Regions from separate parts of the Sus scrofa genome. Here region 1 is linked to region 2. The links are chromatin contacts, called in public Hi-C maps. All regions are on one chromosome and are shown on one strand. Each heading gives the region's core, a stretch centred on a gene start, on an enhancer-like site or on the middle of the called end of the contact. The rest is flanking DNA. Distances are from core to core; before and after follow the strand shown. Region 1 overlaps LRRK1 (leucine-rich repeat serine/threonine-protein kinase 1). Region 2 holds the start of LRRK1 (leucine-rich repeat serine/threonine-protein kinase 1).

Region 1 (3,467 bases), core at 847-3,346, 65 kb after region 2:
ATCTTTCACTGTCTAACTTTACTTATTATGATAATTTCTGGCTTCATCCATGTTGCTGCAAATGGCATTATTTCATTCTTTTTTGTGGCTGAGTAATATTCCATCACATATATACCACATCTTCTTTTTCCATTCTTCTGTCGATGGACATATAGATTGCTTCCATGTCTTGGCTACTGTAAATAGTGCTGCAATGAACATTAGGCTCCCTGACTCCAGACTATATTACAAAGCTATCATCATCAAAACAGGGTGGTACTGTCACAAAAACAGAAGTACAGGTCAGTGGAACAGGACTGAAAACCCCAGCCTTTATTTCCAGTTTTTTTCTGTGTCTTTAGTGTATTTATTGTAATCAGCCTTCAGTTTTTAACAAGAGTGTGTCTTTTGAAAGAAGAACCCACACAGTTCACATTGTGTGTGGCCATATTGGTTTATTCCTTCCATCTTTTTTAATTATATTTATTAATATACCTTTTCTTTTCTTATCTTTGCTGGTTTCCTAGTTTCTAGAGAACACTGAAATTTTACTTTCTGTACCTTTGTTACAGCTCTCTGCCTTGACTGGTTTCAGTTATAAACAGAGATAATTATAGTATCCAGCTCGGAAGCCAGCTCTGCACTTAACACAAGGCCTGGAGCATAATAACTGCTTAATAAACATTAATTAGATACCAACTTCACACTTCAAAAGGAAATAGTGATCATCTAACCCTACACGTATATAGTGTTTGGTGTCTTTCCCAGCACTTAGCATATTTGATCCATTCAGTACTTCAGTAAGAACTACAAGAAATATAATCTGTTTAACAGATGAAAATATTGAGGTTTAGAGACTTTCTGTTACTTGTCCAAGAACAAAAAGTGATGCTCAGACCAGAACCTGAGTCTTCTTAACTAAGGGATTTTCTCATTTCATGATTCCTGAACTGTACCTCTCAGCTCTTTCATGGTTCTCACACTTTTCTGTAGCTGGAATCCCTGGGGGCTTTTAGAAAAATCCCAATGATCAGGCCACACAATACACTAACTAAATCTGAATCTCTGGGATAGTGCCCAAATCAGAAGCTTTAAAAACTCCCCAGGTGATTCCAGGGTGCACCCTAGGTTGTAAGACAGTCACTTTCATTGTCTTGGCTTTCATGCTAAAAGCAGGAATGATTGGGAGTTCCCATTGTGGCTCAAGAGGTTATGAACCCAGCCAGTATCCATGAGATGCGGGTTCCGTCTCAGGCCTCAATCAATGGGTTAAGGATCCCATGTTGCCATGAGCTGTGGTATAGGTTATAGACACAGCTTAGATCAGGTATTGCTATGGCTGTGGTTGTGGCCAGCAAGCTATAGCTCTGACTCGTTCCCTACCCTGGGAACGTTCATATGCCACAGGTGTGGCCGTAAAAGCAAAAAAAAAAAAAAACAAAAAGCAGAAATGCTTGACATCTGTGTCTGTGATCTTTCTACGGGCAACTCCTACTAGTTTGCCAAGACAGGGATAGAGTGTGGAAGTGGTTATTGCATTCTGCAAATGAGAAGACAAGGAAAAGACAATGTTGCTTTTCTTCTCCTTGGCCTTTTTGGGTAGAATTGGAAGAGAAAATGAAATGAAAGTGCAGCCTGAGTCATAAGGACTCCTTGGGCTTCCCCAAAGCAGGTGGTCCTTTTTTTTTTTTTTTTTTTTAAATTCAAGTGAATTTCAAAGTCAAGGACCTTGCAGTGGATGTGTCTGGCTGCTGTCATCTCCAACCTGTCATAGCACTTTCCTTCAGTGCTGCTGGCAGAAGAGAGGGGTCCAGTAGTCAGGAACCATGGCCCAGGAGCCAGAGGTAAGTGAACCGACCTTTCCTGGTGTGTGGTGGGATTGAACTGGAATTTTGGGTCAGAATATTAGACAAGGGTAGGCAAAAAAAGGGTGCTTTGCTGCTGTGTGTGCCCAGCCTGAAAACTTCCTTGGCCGCTGGCATTCGCAGCAGTGACCTTGATGAAGCAGTCATCTTGTTTTTTCCTGTATTTGTGTTCTGCTTCCCCCACCAGCTAGTCAGTATTTTTTTTTTTTTTTTTTATGTAATTGCTACCTCCGTGGAAGCCAGGGCAGTTAAGGTTCACCACGCCTCTGTGTCAAGCACAACCTTGGCCTCAAGGCTGCCAGCACCTGCCTCTGCCTGGGAACAGGGAACAGCCGAGAAGCCCACATAGACTTTCCACTGGCAGCAGGCAGGCTGCTGAGTTAGGTTCTGATGGTGTTTGGAAAGGAAAGTCTGAGAGCTCAAGCCACACGGTCTGGACACACTTTTAAAAGAGCCGAAGTGAAGCCAAGTCAGACCTGCCAAAGCCACGTCTGGCTCTGGCTTATGGGTGCCCCTCTGGAAAGCTGCCCCACCCTTGCCTGAACGTTTAATGAGACAGCCTGTGTTGGTGACCGTCCTGTCACTGTTTGCTTTGTTGCCATGAGAAATAATGCTTTGATGTTGGCACACCCGGAAAGGAGCAGGAAAAGAGAGAGGCCAGGAGAGGCCTAGGCAGGGCCTGGACTAAGCACTGTGTTCATCCCACTCAGTGGTTAGAGGGCGGGTCCAGAGGGCTCTCTGGGTTGTTGGGAGTGTTATTGATTTTGAAACAACCCAGTTGGGAAGTTTTCATTTCCTTTAAAAGTCCCTCATGATTTCAAATCTGCAGTGAACCTGGAGAGGATCATTTATTACCAGTATTACTATTACTGTTGTTGTTGTCACTTTTTGGATCAGCTCTGGCTTATGATGTACCTTAAACATTCCTGGGGACTGGCCATTCAGTTGCCTCCATCTGTGCCCAAGCACAAACGTCCTGGCTGCACATTTCAGGAGCTGAAGTGGCCCTTCTCTCTTGGAGGGATCTGGTGGGTCTAAGGATCTGCATGAGCAAACGCTCAGAAAGGGTCGGCTATAGCCTGTTTGGCGGCTCAGCCTTTTCTAGGGTCTTTGTGCAGCTGATCAGAGGCTGCTTCCACTGTGAGCAGGTCACCTTTCCTGAGGGACACTAAGGCCTCTGGGGGACACCCTCATCCCAGGTTAGGCCTAATTTTTGGTACAAAGTCTTATTCAGCATTTCTGCTTCTATACCTTGCAACTTCTCAGCTCCTCATACCCCCTTAGAGTGGGCAGTGCTGTCTCACTCTTGTTCATACATTTTCCCTGTGGAAGCCTACGGAATAAACTACTGTGACACTGTCTACGTGGTAAGTGTGTCTCAGAACTTGAGAATGGATAGTTGGGTCACTTGAGGTGGGTGTTCATAGCGGGCTGTACCACTAGATGGGCAGACATACAAAGCAGTTCTATAAACCACTTGTATTTAGTTTAAAATGGGGGAAATGATTCACAGAGACGCAGAAATACTAAAACTATTCCTTGAACTTATGTAACAAACTAGAAAACACAATAAGGAAAGAATAAGAGAAAAAAGGAAACATTATTAAATATCATTGGAATTTT
Region 2 (3,163 bases), core at 514-3,013:
AATGCCCTCGTGGTAGACCAAGCCCTTAAATGTCTTTGCGCCTAGCATGTGGTGACTTGAGCTTGAAGGTGAGCAATGAGGGATATTTGGAAAAAGTGTCTGAGGAGAAATGTCTGCGCAAACTGAATACCCAGCTGAAGGAAAGGCAACTGGAAGAGCAGAGGGGGTTGTCGGTCACTACACCTTCAGAAAGGGCAGAAGGCAGAAAGGGAAGATGAAGGAGGTAGCTTCCAACTGACCCCACTTTAGGAGGGGTCATTCCAACATGAGATGCTGAGAATTCCAATGTGGAACAAAAGCTAGGGGGACTGTGGTTAGCGAGGGTCAAGAAGAAGCAGAAAGATGAAGTTCCTTGGTGGCCTAGTGGATTAGGGATCTAGTGTCACTGCTATGGCTCTGGTCACTGCTGTGCCACAGATTCCAACCCTGGCACTGGAACTTTCCCATTCCCCAGGCAAGGCCAAAAAAAAAAAGCAGTGGAAATCTTAACTGACCTAGCAATGGCCCCCTGTAAACCTGTAACTAACACACGCCTAACGGATGGAGTTAAATGCTGGTATATAATCAGCTTGAAACAAGCCCCCTGTGTGTAGACTATCCCAACGGTTTTCTACAGTGGAGACATTTCCAAGACGGTTCCCAGGCTTACTTAAAAGGGAAATTGAATTGCTGCCCCCCCCCCATTGGCCACGTCCACTAGTTGTCTGCTCAAGCACTGGGCATGCACTTCCTCACGGTGCCGCTAGATGGCAGGGCCGCGCGCCCTTGGGGCGCTTTGTGGAGATTCGCGGGCTCACTCAACACCGTGGACGCCACGCCTTGCAAATTATTAGGGACTTTTCGGTAGCAATCATATTAACGCCTTTTGCATACTGGAATTAGAACCGCGGTGATGAGGGTAGGATTGCAAAACTGCACCCACCCTTTTGAAAGGGCGTCCAGTCCAGGAGAATTAGAGGGACAACCTCTTGGGAGTAAAGCAAAGCTGCCCGGCGGTCCCCTCGCCAAAGAGGGGCCCAAGGAGCTTGTCCGAGGGGCCACAGTCCTGGGTTTCCGCGAGGTGACGTGATGGCCCTGCAGCTGCCTGGCTTTTGTGAAATGGAAGTAAGGGTGGTGGCAATTTGTCTTTGTGCCTTGGGGTAAATCCTGGGAATGTTCTAGTCGTAACACTACGTGAGAGGAGCCTAGGAGGCAGGTCCTGCCAGGGTGAAGAATCATCTGCTTTTTTCCAAACCGGCTTCTCTTTACCCGGTGGGCACATGGAGCCAAATCCATGCCTGTCTGCAAGCATGGACATACATCTTTATGCTCTGCGTTTGTACAATGGCCTCACTGGTGGGAACATAGTTAAGGTAGCTTGAAACATAATAAACTGCCTATATGCCCCAATGTTTATCTACCACCTCCCCCCTCAAAAATAACCCCAGGCAATTTAAAATGATTCACCAAACAGTGACATATTTGTATACATCCATAATTACATTAGTAAATTCATGTGGTAGAAGGGGTGCAGTTTGAAAACTATTAAAGCTTTAAAGTTACACATTTCTAGTCTGCTCTATAGTTTTACACAAATGAATATTCCCGTCTTTTCCATATTTACTGCCAGAGTATACGATCTACATATATGAGTCAGAGGTTCATCAGCGGATTTTGCAGCGGAGCGGATCAGAGGGGCAGGGGAAGCTGGGTTGAGCAGAGAACGACCACTCTCAGCGCCGCGCCCGCCCCGCGTGGAAAGCAGGATGTCCCAAAGCGGGAAGGGCCGGGGGGCCTCCGGGCCAGGAGCAATGAGCGCGATCGCCTGGGATTTGCAGCAGGGAAACTGAGGCGGGAGGTCGGGGAGGTGGTGGTGGGGGTGCTCCCCGAACCAGTTCCTTGGCAACGCCGCCGCTCCGACCCTCGCTACGCACCCTTCGCGCCGCCTGCCGCCCGCCCTCCTCAGGATTGAGGAAGTGTGTGTCTGGCCCGGCCCCGCGAGCGGCCAGAGGCGCAGGGGCGGAGGGCAGAGGGGCGGCCCGGCCCGGATCCGCCGTCTTCCTCCCCGCCCGCGCTCAGCGCAGAGTCCAAGGCGCCGGCCGCCTCAGGTAAGCGCCGCCGGGCCCGCGCCCCGCCAGGGGACCCGCCGCCAGGCCCCGGGCGCAGGGCGACCCCAGGGCTCATGGCCCCGCCGCCTGCCGCCGCGCTCACGGGGCACGAGGCCCAGGCGGGGAACCCGAGACCCCCCGGGACGGGGCCCGGGCAGGGAGAGCAGACTCGAGCAAGGAGTACTTCTCCCTCCGCCTTTGGAAAAACTCGCTTCCTTCAAGTCGGAGTGGCCGTGAGAGCGCGTGTGCGTTGTGTGAGCCTGAGAGTGAATGTGCTTGTGAGCGAGAGTGTAAGCTGAGTGTGAGCGCGGGGGTGTGGGGAAGCAGCAGCTCCCTGCCCCGACGGCCTGGTGCGCGACGGCCGGCGCATCTTCATCCCACCCTCAGGCTGAGGCCCTCTTCTGGCCTGAGGGTCGGATCTCCGGCGGTGCGGATAAAACCCCGCCACCACCTTGGCGGTCTCTGCGGCGACCTCCCGGCAGAGGCGCAGGAGATGAGCGCGGATGTGGTGGAATGAGGAAGGGAGCCGAGGAAGGCAGCCGAGGAAGGCTGCCGAGGAAGGCTGGGGGTCGGAGGGATATGATAACGAATAATTGGGCGACTTCTGTGCTGGGCTCGACCAGCCCCTCTTTGTTTGAGGTCAAGAAGCTTTTCTCTCAGGAGCACATCCCCCTGCAGGGGTCTGAGAAGGAGAGATACGGGAGCCTGTAGTTTGTTTTTGGTGAGCCTCTCACCAAACACACCATTTTCAGACTTTGTCACTTATTGTGTCCAAATTCCCCTGGGCCTTAAGGGGACAACTAGAATATGCAGGATTTGGAAAAATGTTAACATTCCCCTCCTTTGGTCGTTTGGCTTCATTATCTTTGTTTATGCCCCGGAAGAATAAAAAAGTTAGAAACATACAAACCTCACACCTAATTTGTCCTGCAGAAGGTTTTGGGGGCCCTGCCCCAAGCCTCCACATCTCAGGGGGTGGCCTCATACTAAAGGTAGTAGGCACAGTTGCTCAGATCAAAAACCTAGGAGTCGTCCCTTGTCCCAACTCCTCATTCCTTGAATTCAATGGTTAGCAA

The links. A called contact is a pair of places that touch in the nucleus more often than the background predicts.
Region 1: a Hi-C map of liver shows a contact between it and region 2, with 4 times the contacts expected there. The contact joins the enhancer-like site here to the promoter of LRRK1 in region 2. A contact is called at or near these places in 15 of 47 Hi-C or Micro-C datasets (adipocytes, alveolar macrophages, blood and 9 more) and 2 of 2 datasets of contacts at active chromatin or transcription factors (alveolar macrophages and skeletal muscle).

What each region holds. Positions count from the first base shown.
Region 1 is chr1:139,556,880-139,560,346 of Sscrofa11.1, forward strand. All of the region lies in intron 6 of LRRK1 (leucine-rich repeat serine/threonine-protein kinase 1), which reads left to right. Among named protein-coding and RNA genes, the nearest start is that of LRRK1, 64 kb to the left of the region's middle. Within about 2 kb of position 2,097, at least 26 of the 83 cell types and tissues checked have an H3K27ac peak or open chromatin away from gene starts, as enhancers often do. A contact at or near this core is called in alveolar macrophages, liver, mesenteric adipose tissue and 3 more, where this site is marked.
Region 2 is chr1:139,492,363-139,495,525 of Sscrofa11.1, forward strand. LRRK1 (leucine-rich repeat serine/threonine-protein kinase 1) reads left to right here and starts at 1,764. Exons shown (of 34, transcript XM_021098586.1): 1 at 1,764-2,087.